2 separate regions of the Rattus norvegicus genome follow, and region 2 is linked to region 1. The links are chromatin contacts, called in public Hi-C maps. All regions are on one chromosome and are shown on one strand. The core of a region is the stretch at or near the end of the contact, and the rest is flanking DNA. Distances in the headings are between cores, read along the strand shown. Region 1 overlaps LOC134485959 (a long non-coding RNA gene). Region 2 overlaps Abca4 (ATP binding cassette subfamily A member 4).

What was found. Hi-C and Micro-C count contacts between places; a contact is called where the count stands out from the background.
Region 2: a Hi-C map of the A7r5 cell line shows a contact between it and region 1, with 6 times the contacts expected there. The contact joins two enhancer-like sites. A contact is called at or near these places in 12 of 12 Hi-C or Micro-C datasets (the A7r5 cell line, the Rat2 cell line, Schwann cells and 7 more) and 1 of 1 datasets of contacts at active chromatin or transcription factors (oligodendrocytes).

Annotation. Positions count from the first base shown.
Region 1 is chr2:212,681,140-212,688,275 of GRCr8, forward strand. All of the region lies in intron 1 of LOC134485959 (a long non-coding RNA gene), which reads right to left. Among named protein-coding and RNA genes, the nearest start is that of Arhgap29, 71 kb to the right of the region's middle. Within about 2 kb of position 4,287, at least 8 of the 93 cell types and tissues checked have an H3K27ac peak or open chromatin away from gene starts, as enhancers often do. A contact at or near this core is called in the A7r5 cell line, where this site is marked.
Region 2 is chr2:212,927,061-212,934,196 of GRCr8, forward strand. It overlaps Abca4 (ATP binding cassette subfamily A member 4), which reads left to right. Exons shown (of 50, transcript NM_001107721.1): 18 at 439-519; 19 at 2,016-2,190; 20 at 4,285-4,416; 21 at 6,279-6,418; 22 at 6,946-7,083. Among named protein-coding and RNA genes, the nearest start is that of Abca4, 81 kb to the left of the region's middle. Within about 2 kb of position 3,766, at least 52 of the 93 cell types and tissues checked have an H3K27ac peak or open chromatin away from gene starts, as enhancers often do. A contact at or near this core is called in the A7r5 cell line, where this site is marked.

The DNA.
Region 1 (7,136 bases), core at 3,037-5,536:
GATGTACATGTAGGCAAAACATACATATACCTCGAAAAATAAAAATAACTATTGAAAAATATTAAACTTAAAACGAGGGAGCTCCAGTGTAGACCAAAGGAAGCTGTAGACATGACGCAGAGGGTGCACAGCCTCTCTGCAAAGGTCTCCACCATGGCTCTAAACCATACTGGTCCAGCCCTTGCTGGGTTGAGCAAGTTGGAAGAAGATGAAGGCTGTAACTGCTTGGGCTGCAGTCTAGAACATTTCTGTTTCATTTTTGAGCTTCACCTGGTTCCATTAATATCCGTGTGTGTGTGTGTGTGTGTGTGTGTGTGTGTGTGTGTGTGTGTGTTGAGGGGGTCCACATTTACACTTTTCCCTGTACACACACACACACACACACACACACACACACACACATACACATATGCAATGTAATTTACTCAAGAAACTGCAAATGATGTTTGTGCATGCCTGCAGCTCTCTTCCCCTCCCCTCCCCTCCCCTCCTCCTCCCCTTCCCCTCCTCCTCCCTTCCCCTCCCCTCCCTTCCCTTCCCTCTCCTCCCTTCTTTTCTCCTCTCTTTCTTTGGTTTTTTTCAAGAGAGGGTTTCACTTTGTAGCTAGCCCTGCTACCCTGGAACTTAATCAGTAGACCTCAGATTCTGAGATCTGCCTTTGTCTCCTGAGTGCTGGGACTAAAGGCATGTGTCACCATGTCCAGCTACTGTTAGCCTTCTAATTGTTAACCTATGGGTACCTTTGCATCTACACTGATGTGTGCTCCTTAAACATGTTAGGGCCTCAGGAAGAGTGGACAATACAATCTGTTCCCAATTCTTCCTTCATCTAGGGAACCAAGGTACCCCTTGTAGCATAAGATGATGATGCCAATAAATAATTGTCAATAAACACTTATGGTAGAAATTCTATTAAAGTGGTCAGAGTCTAAAATATCGGATTATGAAGGTTTGAATCAAAAGGACACTTCTCGGGGCTGGGGATTTAGCTCAGTGGTAGAGCGCTTACCTAGGAAGCGCAAGGCCCTGGGTTCGGTCCCCAGCTCCGGAAAAAAAGAACCAAAAAAAAAAAAAAAAAAAAAAAAAAGGACACTTCTCTACAATGGGATTGTCTTGTCTGGTGGCCGAATGCATTTCTATGTGCGTCATCATCTTCCCTGTCTAGAGTCTCTTTTTTTCATTGCTTCTGACTGACAAGGGAAAAGCTCCCCATTTTCTGCCTTCTCTTGGACAGTTCTTGCCACTTTTGCTTTTTTCCAATCTCCCAGAGCATTGGGGTCTTTACAATGAGCCTTCCAGGCATGCAAGACAAGGCAGTATTCGTGACGGCTTTTCCCCACTAAGGACTTTAAGTCATCTACTCTTTGTCATCTTTGTTTGAGGGGAAACCCTAATGGCCCTTAATTTAGCACTGTTAGCAGACTGTAGACACCTATGCTTGCCCACACCCCCCAAGAAAGAAAGGATGCTAACGTTTATTAAAATAAAATCTCCTTTAACTGGTCGAGTTCCCAGTGTGCCCCTCCCCCACGGACTGTCACCTTAAGTTATTCCAGGAATCTCTCTGGGTTGTCTGTCTGGAAGGCCTTTTGTCCATCGCTGTCTACTTCAGATTGCCTGGCTCACTTTTACACCCACTTGCTATTGTTCCACGCACAGAACCTCTCCCCTTTCTTCTTTTCTAAGCGTGCTGGCTTGAGAAATCAGAGGCCTCTGTCTCTCCTAGGGCACCTTTAACTCATCCTGTGTGTGCAACACTTTCTTCCTTTATTAGGTTGGGGCAGTCAATTCGCTTCCAGAATTGGACTCTTAAGGGTCCCTCGATGGCCTTATTATCTGCTTTGTCCCTAAATCAGCCCTTTGTAGTAGTATCTGGTCTTCTAATCCTACTCAGTGTCTTCATTCTACTTAGTGATCTCCTCTCCCCGGCTTCCCGAGTGACTTAACCTTGTCTTCCCCTCCATATTTTAGCATCCTGACTGATTAAACTCTGGAGTTTCCTAGATTTCTTCTGATTAACCACCAAGTTGTAAGAAAAAAAAAAAAAAGAAGAAGAAAATAAAACAAACAAGCAAAACAACACAAACAACCAAACAAACCAAGCTAATAGAAAAAAAACCCTAAAATTTCATTTGGGGTTCAATCTTTTTCTGTACACCCAAAATCATGTGTAGTAAACACAGTGAATTTTTTAAAAATTCAAATTCTTATTTTTATGAACCAATTCCACTTTCCCTCCCATGCCCAGCCCCATCATTATCTTTGGTTATAGAATATGCCAGGATCTTAAATAATCTTGATACTCATCAAAATGACTTTCAAATGCCTTTCAGGTATTATCTTGTTTTCCTAATATTTTTATCTAATACTAATACCTGCACTTCTTGCATAAGTTGGCATAAATATTTTTCTACCCAATCCAACCTTGGATGTGTGTTTTTCCAGGCTGATTGTGGAAGGGGACAATGGCTTTGTTTTCACGATAACTATGCAGACATTCTGGTGTTCAGAGCAGTCTTGGAGCAATCAAAGAGTAAAGATAGCTGCCTCAGAATGAGACTTTAGGATATAAAGGGGTTAAATTATGAGCTCCAGCAACCCAATGCTTAGGGCCTGACAGAACCCTAGAAGAGCCAGCATTTCTCAGCCATTACTCTGTGCCTGGGGGCAGAGGTGGGGGACAGGGCAGGGGTGGGAGTGCAGGCCTCCTTTGTCGAGGGCCAGTTTCCTCCGATTGTCATTCATTCTGGTATTCCTTCCTGCTCCTCAGTGGTAGCTAATTGTCACCACCCCCACCCCTGCCTGCCCCACTGCAGGCTTTTAATTTCCTCGAGTTAGAGCTGTAACACTTCCTCAGCAATTTTTGCCCCAGCAGGTTGGCCTCCTTTCTACACTCTCCCTCGGTTTGCCTGTCACCAAAATGGGAGTGCACTTCCTAAGACGGCTGCACCCAAACGCGCGGTCAGTCATTGTGGGACCGTTTCAGCAATGAGGAAGTATGGCTAGCCTGGGTTCTGTGGTTATTTTAATGGACGTCCAGTTACACCCACCAGTTAGGTTAGAAGCTGTAAGGGTTCACTGTAGCTCACCACAACGAATCTTCCCAAACAGTTTTTTGGTTCACTTTATCTTTTATTCATATATTTCTTTCAAGGGAAAATTCTAATTTACTCTATGTAGCACACCCATCCACAAGAGCAATTTTCCAAGTGACATTTTGAGTAAGCCTCTTTTCAGGAATTAAAAAAAAAAAAGTGTGCCCCCCCCACCACCTATCACCCCTCACCCCATTTTTTTCCGGAGCTGGGGACCGAACCCAGGGCCTTGCGTTTCCTAGGCAAGGGCTCTACCACTGAGCTAAATCCCCAACCCCCCCTCACCCCATTCTAAAGCCATGGGTGACCTAAGACTCCCACCATGGTGAACAGACTCACCAATTGCCTTTGTCATAGATTATAAAGAGAAGCTTAATTTCTACAACCACAGCATTTAAAACAAGCAAACAAACTCACTCCATCTATGAGCTGGAAACAGGGCATGGGGGGCAGGAGGGGCCGGTGTATTAAATGAGGAGCATTAGACCATGACACGCTGTGTCGAAAACCCGCTAATGATATGTGGTTCTCTTTTCCTCTGAGGAATCGATGCTTCTTTTCCCATTTAGTGTAGGTAGGGTGAAGGGCCTGGAGTGTCTTCTGATGAAGTGGACTGGCAGCTTTTGTTTTAAGACCAGGGCTCTGATTACACCTGACAGAACTGAAACCGGACTCTGGCACAGCTCAGCCAAGCCTTATCTGCCACCAGCCACTCTCTGTAGGAATGTCCCTGATGGTGTCAACTTTGATTTGCCTTTGTACAATGCTTAGCACGGCAACAACAATTAAAAAAAAGAAAACCCGAAACAAACCCAAAAGCTTCTTTTTCCCCTTCAAATTAGTTCCAAGATGACTTCTTCTTTCCATTTTTTTTTAATATGGGTCATCGCTGTACGATTTCTTTTTGAGGTTAATCTTGATGTCCCTGTGGAGACAGTCTCATAGTTCAAGAATAATCACACTCATTAAAAATCTGCCTAAGAAAATGGTTCACATAACCTGGGCTGTGGCAGTGGTTTTGTGGTATTTGGACTCGTGTCTACAAAAATATTTGTGCACCAGATGCTGAATTGTTCAGAGCATTCATCCCAAACAAGTTTTAAACATTCACACACATAAAACACGATAGGGGGAGAAAATCATCACCGTTTTTTTTCCCATTGGTGCCACATGAGTAATGCTTTAGCCACACCGAAAACAATCAGATTGCTGGGTAGGGATTGTAACGAAAGTACAACTCACTTTAACAGCTCACCAACTAACCGCGCATGGTTTCTAAAAACCAAAGCCAAGGGCCGTGGAGAGAGCTTAGTTAGAGCGAAGCACTTGCTATGTAGACTTGAGGACCCTTATCCAAATTCCGGAAGCTGTGGGAAACAGCGCCCTGTGGTGGAGGTACACTTGTTTTCCTGGTGCTAAGGGTGCAGAGACAGCCACATTCCAGGGGTTTCGCTCATCAGCAGCCCAACCTGATGAGAAAGCTCTAGACTTATTGAGATCCTATTTCAATGAACACAGTGGCTGAGAAATGGCACCCAGGGTTCACCTCAGGCACCCACATGCGTGATTACACTGTACTGCCATGCATGCACGCACTTAAAATCATCTTGGTGGTGACACTGTCTAGACTGAGAGGGAGCCCAATAAGATTCTGGATCAGTAGCCCACTACCCCAGCCGTAAGTCCAAAATGACTTTCTCCCCAGGATGATGTTGGGTCCTGTTGTTTTCTTTCGTGGCGGAGACTGGAACCCAGAGCCTTGGGCGGGCTAAATGGGTCCCACTCAGTCCCATCCTTAAGTCTTTGACTTTGGTTTCTACAGTCAGTTCTCAGCTCTCTGCTGTACAGGATGAGGAGGTAAACAATGGCAACAACAAAACAGAGTAATAGAAAAACTAAGTTTGTATCTGGGGAATTTGCGGTATGTTGGTGGGTGGCTGTCACCGATGCCACAGACCGTGTCCGTGCTCCATTAGCCCTGGTTGATCGTTCGTTGTCAGATGAGAGCAAAGGAGGACTGTTTTCTGAAGATCATCTAGCCCTTGCCTATGATACATCTACCTAGGTCTGTGTCTTTCCAAGGATGGGTTCAGGCAGGCATCTGGCTTGTTTGGAGCCTTGGTCTTTACAAGTGGATACCAAGCTCTTACGTGCAATCCTGTGTCCAATCAGCACAGAGTTCCGACACGTGGCTGCCAAAAAACCTCATCCCTGACATTGCGGATGCTCACTCTTATGTAAGCTTAATGGGAGATATGGCGTTTAGAGAGGAAGGCAGGTAGTCCTATGCTTTTTAACCATACATTGATTTACTTACTTGTTTTTATTTGTGTGTGCACGTGTCGTGACATGCGTTCGGAAGTGAGAGAACAACTTGTGGGAACTGCTTCTCTCCTTCTACAGTCTGAGTTCCAGCGATCAAACTCAGGTCACCAGGCTTGGCAGCAAGCCCCTTCACTCACTGAGCCATCTCACTGGCCCCGGCCATTCAGTTCTTTAAGGTATTTTAAATCTTATCCTGGATCAACTCGGATAATTAAAGAATAGAGGTCTCACAGTGCATCATTTCGTCCAACCTCAGAAGAACTCAGTTGCAGATCCTCTTAGTTCAACAATCAGTGCTACCTTGAGGCTCCTGGATTTTACACATGGAAAACAGTGAGTGGAAACTCACTCACTTTAAATGTTATTTTTGACATGAGTGACACCACAGCATCAATAAATGCCCACAAAGGGAAACCTAGTCCTTCTTGTCAAGAGGTTGGAATCCTCACTCTAACATTTCAGTCAGGTGGGTCTGAAGGGGACCACCCTTCAGGACGGTAAGCCCACCCCCAGGAAGGCAGGATCGCTGTAGGTGATACTAAGAATATGGACGGAATAATCATCCCTTGATTGAGATAGCATACTTTTCCTTCCCAGGGGCCCCCACCCCTTAGTACAGTCTAAGCTGCCTGGGGTTCTTTGACTCTCTCCGCCTAAAGGTGCAGTTTGCTCTTTTTCTCTTTTCTGAATCTCTTTGGAGACAGGCCAGAACCTAAGTTCGTTCTCTCTCTCTCTCTCTCTCTCTCTCTCTCTCTCTCTCTCTCTCTTTCTCTTTCTTTTTCTCTCTCTTTCTTTCTTTCTTTCTCTCTTTCTTTCTTTCTTTCTTTCTTTCTTTCTTTCTTTCTTCTGGAGGTTTGAGCTTCCTTTACCCTTTCCCTAAAGCTTCCCTCCCTGCCTTGTTGCTAACCATCTGCAGCCATGTGGCTAACCTCCATGCCAGTTAACCCAAACATGCCTCTCCCTCCCCCTCCTCCCTCCCCCTCTCCCTCCACTCCAAACATGCCTCTCCCTCCCCCCCCCCCCTTCTAGGCAGCTGCTGAGATTTACAGCTTGCCCATCCTGGCCTTTACTTTTAAATGCCAATAAAATTGCACCTCTATTTGAGTCCATTCTTAAATTATTTTTATTAATGAACTAAGAACCCCGAGAGGCTTAGATACCAATTTCTCTGGTATCATCTGGCAGCAAAATAAAGTAAAATAAAATAAAAATAAAAAAAGGATGTCCAAAATTTTTCAGTAACACCAAACGTTCCTTTTGAGGCTGCATGGGAAAAAAATTTTTTTAAACTCTCAAGGCTCCTGGGCCCCTGCTGTGTATCTTACAAAAGACTGTGGGTCCTCTAACTGGTCCGCTCTCTTCTTATGAGCCAAGTCTGTGGTCTGTCCAGAGCCAAGTCTGTGGTCTGTCCAGCAGCCGCAGTGTTTTTATGGTTGGATTTCTGGCCTGCTCTTATTTTTCTTTGCTCCAACTGAGTTCTTTTGGTTCAATTATGTTTTTTGGGTTTTTTTTTTTTATCCTCAATTATGTTTTTAATAGGACACCTATAAGGTATAGTTTGAAACCAGACAGGGATTAAATGGAATCTTTATGTTAATGAAATCATTTGTATGGCATTTTCTATACCACACGTGTGGCAAGGAGAGACTATTGCTAGGTTGATGACATGGGCACTTATAACAAAGAGCTTAGTAAGCGAAATCATGCTTATTTATT
Region 2 (7,136 bases), core at 2,516-5,015, 250 kb after region 1:
TGCTGGGGCTAAAGGCGAGCACCGCCACTGACCAGCTTGTTTTTGTTTTTATTACAATTTCTGACATGGGAAGTCTGCCACATTAAAAGGAATTGGTGAGTGCTGCAAGTGTGGCTTGGTGGTGGAGTTCCTGTCTACCAAGCAGGGGGTACTGGATTTGATTCCCAGCTCCCTGTAAAAGCAAACAGAGTAAATCAAAGCTCTCCAGCTTCAAGGCTCCAATTAAAAAAAAGTCCCCCTGGGCCCTGAGAAATTGGCACAATCAGATTTGAGTACCTCACAGCCTGGCAGCAGGTCAGAGCTGGAGACCATGCAAAAGACTGGTCTCAAAGCAATGATGGCTCCACCTCCTGTGGTGGGAAACACATCCGTTCCCTCTACACCTCCTCTCCTTTCCTGTCTCTCCTGAAGAGTAACATTGGTGTCTGATCGGTTCAGGTTGTTCGACCAGAGAAGAAAGGGCACTGGAAAAGACTGAACCCTTAACAGAGGAAATAGAGGATCCGGAGTACCCAGAAGGAATGAATGGTAATCCCCCACCCCCCCCACCCCCACCCCATCCCCACCCCCACCCCCAAAAGAGCAGAACAGAAACAAGGTAAAAACTTCAGTAGTGCCAGAGCCAAAGCACAAGATGGACAACATGAAAGCCAGGAAGCTGCCTCCCTCTTCTGACTGGTGTTAAGTCTGATGTCCAGCTGCACACAAGGAGAATGAATGGTCCAACCCAGACGTTAGTGCATGTTTCCTGGAGAAAGCAGATCCCAGGTCTGTAGTGTGTTTGTGCCCTTGTTAGGCAAGTCCCAAGTGCATTGCACGAATGTGCTGACTTCCGAGGATTTAGTCAGAACAATGACTTGGGTCACTGGGACTCGAAGCGGATATGAGCTATAAGGAAAGACAGAAATAAATGCAGTGAGGGGAAGGAGTCTAGCAGAGCTGACTGCACTTCATTCGAGGTTTACAAACCCAGAGCCCATTCACTGCAACCATCAAAAGCCTTTCCTGGCAGTGGGAGTTACCGAATCGTTCCTGGGCTGGTGGCAGGGTCCCTAAGACTCTTTCCCCTGGCCTCTGCTGCTTTGTCTTCACTCTTGAACTAGTTCTCCTAAGGCTGCTCACCCCTGAGTACATGCATTCCTTGGGTTTTGAGAGGCTCTGACAGACTCTGATTTAGCCTGACGTCGGACTGAGTGGGTCCAGCCTCCAGGCTCCCCACGGGTACCACTTTGCAAAGCTGATGTTGGAAACCTGAATCCTCACAGAGCCGCTTTGCAGAGTGGAGTACCTCTAGAAGGTCCTCTAGGTACGCTAAAGTTAAAAGGAGCCTTGTGGAGGATGCTGGTTCCACCTCAGCTTTAGTTGGGGCCAGGAGGCACAGGCAGACAATGCAATGGGAGTTGGGGACAGAGCAAGGGACCATTCATTAATTAGAATTAATACTCTGACAGTGGTTAATCTAGGCTGTATAGAGTGAACTACAGAAAAGATGTTGTGTGTGCTGTGGGGGAGGTCAGGGGAGGGAGGAGTAGGTCAGTACTGGAGAAGACAGGAAGTATAGGGAGGAAGGAGTCATGGTGAGGAAGAGTAGGTTGTCCTGGAGCCTGAGGAATAAGAGACAATGCCAGAAACCTGGGAAGATCCTGGGAAGCAAAGACAGGACTTGGGGTAACTCAGTATATAGAGAGAGGCTGTTTCAGATGGGTATGGGCTCTGGGCCCATACTTGCCATGTGGCCTTGATGGAACGTGTGACGTCTCTCAGTCTTGTCACCTATTGAAGGGTGCCTGGTAATATCTACCTATAGGAGTATATGTGTGAAGGGAGGGAATTGTTGGAAACAGTGCGTAACTCACAGTAAGTGTTAAATCCATGGCAGTGCAACTGTAACTACTGCTGCTTTGATCTTCTTTGCAAAGTCGCAGTCATGTGGGAGGGTGAAATTACACAGGATTGTTCATTAAGCACGAAGTTCTTAACGTGCTGTATTTCTGCAATGTGCTTTTCCCTCCAAGACTCCTTTTTTGAACGTGAGCTTCCAGGGTTGGTGCCTGGAGTGTGTGTGAAGAACCTGGTGAAGGTGTTTGAGCCCGGTAGCCGGCCAGCCGTGGACCGCCTTAACATCACTTTCTATGAGAACCAAATCACTGCATTCCTGGGTCACAATGGAGCCGGAAAAACCACCACCTTGTGAGTTCTCTAGCAAAGAGGCTGTCTCCCATCCCACTCCACCCATCACTCCCTGGCTTCATTCCCCCCACAACAGCAGTCTGCTCTTCCTCACTGAATTTTGGTGGAAACAAGCAAACAACCACTATTTTTATTCTGGTCCCAAATCTCTAGCTGAGCATGGTGATACGTGCCTTTAATTCCAGCACCAGGGAGGCAGAGGCTGATGAACTCTGTGGGTTCAAGGCCAACTTGGTCTACATAGTGAGTTCCAGGATAGTGAGAACTATATAGTGAGACCCTGTCTAAAACACACACCATGCTCAACTGCGGGGAGGTGGGTGGGGTGGAGTGGGGCACAGGGAGATTCTTCTAAGTATGCTGCAGTATTGAAAATCCACTCATGTATATTTTATATGATATCCGTTAGAGAAGATGGAGTAAGTTTATTGCCCCCTTGGACATTCAAAGTTTAAGTGATTTTCCTGAAGCCACTGAGTTGGATGTGGGTGTGTTAGCCAGGTCCTCTCAGCACAATCTCCGGGGCTTGTTTCTAACACCCGAGGCCCCTCCTTAACTCCCACCTCACACACCTCCCACAGTGAGGATAAAGCCATTGCTGCCCATGTCCGGCCTAGAACATGTCTGTTTTTACGTAGCCCTCCTTTTCCTACCAATTAATACTTAGGATGCTTTAGTGCTGGCGTGGGACCACTCATGGGGGCTGGTTACATTCTGAGAAAATGTAGGGAGAACAGTGGAGTAGACTCGCTGCCTGGCGAAAGGACAAGAGCAGGAAGCTTTGAGGCTCTGGGTGGATTTCGCCCTCCATCTACAAGGGGCCCTAGCGCCACCTGCTGAGAACAGGCGGTCAGGGCTCCTGTGCGGACCTCCGGGGGACCGGTGGAGGAGGGGTAGGGGTCAACAAGCCATGTGACAGCAGCCATCAAATCCTTGGCTTACAGAGCCCCGGGAAGGAACAGCGGTGTACACCCTACTTTGGAATGTGCTCCTGGGCCTTTCTGTGGGAATGGAATGCGGGGCTGGTGCCATTGGGCTTGGTACTGTTTCCCTCTAGTGGTTGATCAACAAAGATTTCAGCTCCTAAGTACAGGTTCTGAGAGCGTGCGATTTTATCAGAACTTGAGACAGAGCTGGGTGTGGCATCCTAGGGCTATCTCCTTGCTAACTCACGTGGTCAGAGAACACAGGAAGCTCCCAAGACCCCAGGATCTCTCGAAGACAAACACATGACTTCACTCAGTGCAGAAATTCAACTTCCCCTGGGATCGGAACACAAGTGCTTCCTAATGCTGGGAATAACGTAACATTTTAAGTTTCACTTCGTGCCGGTGCCCAATTTTTTGGTTTTTGTTTGTTTTTTTAAGTGTGTTTGATTCACTTAACTTAGACAACTACCCAAACAGCTGGGAGTCATGTTTTGTATAAATGAAGAAAGAAAAAAAAAATCACAACATTGTTACATTTTCACGTTTGGAATTCCCAAATGAAATTGTCAGTGGTAATTCCAGCTTCTCACCATGCTCGTCTGGGCTTTGTAAAGTCAACAGCTGGCTTCTCCACAGGGCTGCTCGCCCAGTCAAAACAGCCGGGCTGTGCCCTAAAGTCCTTTAACCGACCACAACCGTGACCATGACAGTGACCACAATGGCTGGCCACAGCAATAGCCACCAAACTACCACTGTGGCAGACCTTCACAGCAGACACTACCACTGACCACAGAGTAAAACAAGTGATCACTAGAGCTTACCACATCCCTGAACACCACGGCTCTGACAGACTATCATAATGGACACTACAACTCCCAGTGGGCACTGCAACTGACCACCACGGTGATGGCTAATTGGTGATGGGGTGCCTGAGGCTGGGAAGCCCTGAGGCTCCTGTTACTAGCTTGGGAGCACTAGGAAATAAAAAGTAGAGAAAGATGGCCCTTGAGGTCCTGGACACTAGGACTTGAAGCAAGGAGCTGGTGCTAAGTAAACCCTGTGTGGACATTTTCTAGGATGCTCAGCTACTGCGGGTTTGCGCTTGATAGAGAGATGGGGCAGGAATCGAAATCCTCCTTCTGCCACTTAACCCTGTGCTTGGCAGGTCCATCCTCACGGGTCTGTTGCCGCCAACATCAGGAACTGTGCTTATTGGGGGAAAAGACATTGAAATCAGCCTGGATGCAGTACGCCAGAGCCTGGGCATGTGTCCCCAACACAACATCCTGTTCCATCAGTAAGTGCACTGGAGCTGAGGTACTCCTGGGCAAGGACTGGGCTCTGGGGTACAGTACTTGCCTGGCTTGTTCATTGCCCTGGGTTCCACTCGCAGCCCCACAGGAAAACAACCTGTTGGAAACAACCTCCTGCTGTGTGCTGGCTTCGTTTTATTTCGACTTGACACAAGCTCAAGAGGGAGCCTCAACTGAGAAAGAGCTTCAGTAAGATTAGGCTGTAGGCATGGCTGTGGGGCATTTTATTAATTAGTGATTGACGGGGGAGGGTGCAGCCCATTGGGGATGGTGCCACTCCTGTGCTGGTGGGCCTGGATTCTGTAAGAAAGCAGGCTGAGCAAGCTATGGAGAGCAAGCCAGTAAGCAGCACCCCTCCATGGCCTCTGCATCAGCTCCTGCCTCCAGATTCCTGCCCTGCTTGAGTTCCTGTCCTAACTTTCTTTGGGGATGAAGTGTAAACCAAATCCTTTCCTCCCCGAGTTGCTTTGGTAAAGGTGTTTCATCGGAGCCACAGTAATGCTAAGCCACCTGTATCCTGCTCCAGCCCAACTTAGCAATGCTTTTTTCTGGTCTTTACAGTCAAAGCCATTGTCCCTCCAGATGTGAGGCTGTACTCCTAGTGATTGGAGTTCAGATGTCCCCAGCCACAAGAGAGACAGCAACTTCTTTTTTTTTTTTTAAAGATAGATTTATTTATTTATTTATTTATTTATTTATTTATTTAATGTGAGTGCACTGTAGTTGTCTTCAGACACACCAGAAGAGGGCATCGGATCCCATTACAGATGGTTGTGAGCTACCATGTGGTTGCTGGGAATTGAATTCCTGACTTCTAGAAGAGCTGTCAGTGCTCTTAATTGCTGAGCCATCTTTCCAGCCCAGGACAGCAACTTCTTTTTTGACATTTCCCCTTACTTGTCCCAAAATACTTCCTGGCAGGAACCAGAAAGAAGAGATATGCTGTCCCCTTTCCATGCAGACCCCTGGTGCTAAAGACTGCCCTGGGGGAGAGACTTTCATGCCAGCTTGCTTGAGTTTTCTGTCTTTTCTCCCTTCTGTCTTTCTTCCTTCTCCCTCCCCATCCCCTTCTCCCTTCCCTTTTCTCTCTCTTTCCCCACTCTCTCTTTCTTTCTAATTGAAAAATATTTTCCATCCTGACTCTAGTCATTGTGGAGGGAAGGAGGGGGGTGAAGGGGAGAAGACAGATAAATACAAAAGAAAAAAACTGTTACCAGTCCTTTCAGCGCCCAGAGGCAATCACTGTTAACACCTCCAGATATGATTCTTCAGACATTTCTCTACATGTGTAGAAATGTACAACAATCTAAAAATTATAAAGGAGAATAAATCATATGTACAATTTTGTGACCCCACTCTTTGGAAGTGTGATTGCTCTTGAGCTGTTGAACTATGAGTGTGAGTGTTTTACCTGAGTGCACATCAGTGCACTACTTGTGTTGCTAGTGTCAGAGAAGAGGATATCAGATACGATGGACCCGGAGTTCCAGACAGCTATGAGTCACTATGTGGGTGCTGGGACTCAATCCCAGGTCCTCTGTAAAAGCAACAATTGTTCTTAACCACTGAGCCATCTCTCCAGCCCCATTACTGCTTTTACATGAGTTGCGATAAATATGATTACGTATTCCTTTAAGAAGTAATGTTTACCTACTGCTCCACTGTACGAATGAGCCGTTTAAGTCATTTTCTCATTAGATCTTTGGGCAGGATTGGTTGGTCGCTTTACTTTTATCACAAAGAAATACCATAATGAAATTTTTGATGGCTAACTCTTCGTAGCCATCTTTATTTTCTAAGGTAAATTGCTCAGCCTATCGCCTTTCTCCTTGTCCTGTTTCCACAGCCTCACGGTGGCTGAGCATATCTTGTTCTATGCCCAGCTGAAAGGGAGGTCCTGGGAGGAGGCCCGGCTTGAGATGGAAGCCATGTTAGAAGACACGGGCCTTCACCACAAGAGAAACGAAGAAGCTCAGGACCTTTCAGGTGCTTGGTACTGGGAGGAGACGGGCCACATGGGAGCAGCCATTGGCCGCCAGTGCACCTTAGCAGAAGGTTGGGGTTACAGAAGTTCTCAACCTGTAGCTCACAGCCCTCCACCCATCAGATTCCCTGCATATCAGATATTTACGTTATGATTCATAACAAAATTACAGTTATGAAGCAGCAATGAAAATAATTTTACAGTTGGAGGGGGTCACCACAATGTGAAGAACTATCTTAAAGGGTCTCAGTATTAGAATTGAGAACCACTGGGGCTATAACGGGAGAGCTGTGACGCTAAGGACACAGCTCTCAGATGATCGGGTGTTAGGAGACAAGGCTGGTCTATGATGGGCATCGATGGAGCCGGGATGATACTATGACTTCTGACAATGTAGGCATATCTAAGGTGACGATATCAAACTGTAGCCAGATTTAAAGAGTCTCTATATGTGACCAGCTCTGGACCTTTCTTGTCCCCGTGCCAAGATGTCTGTGATACCCCGTCATCATCTTCCTTCTGCCTCCAGGGGGCATGCAGAGGAAGCTGTCTGTTGCCATTGCTTTTGTGGGAGATTCCAAGGTGGTGGTCCTGGATGAGCCCACCTCTGGGGTGGACCCTTACTCTAGACGCTCCATCTGGGACCTGCTCCTGAAGTATCGCTCAGGTGAGGGTTGTTGCTCAGTATGCCATATTCTCTTTGAGGCTGTTCCAGGAGTC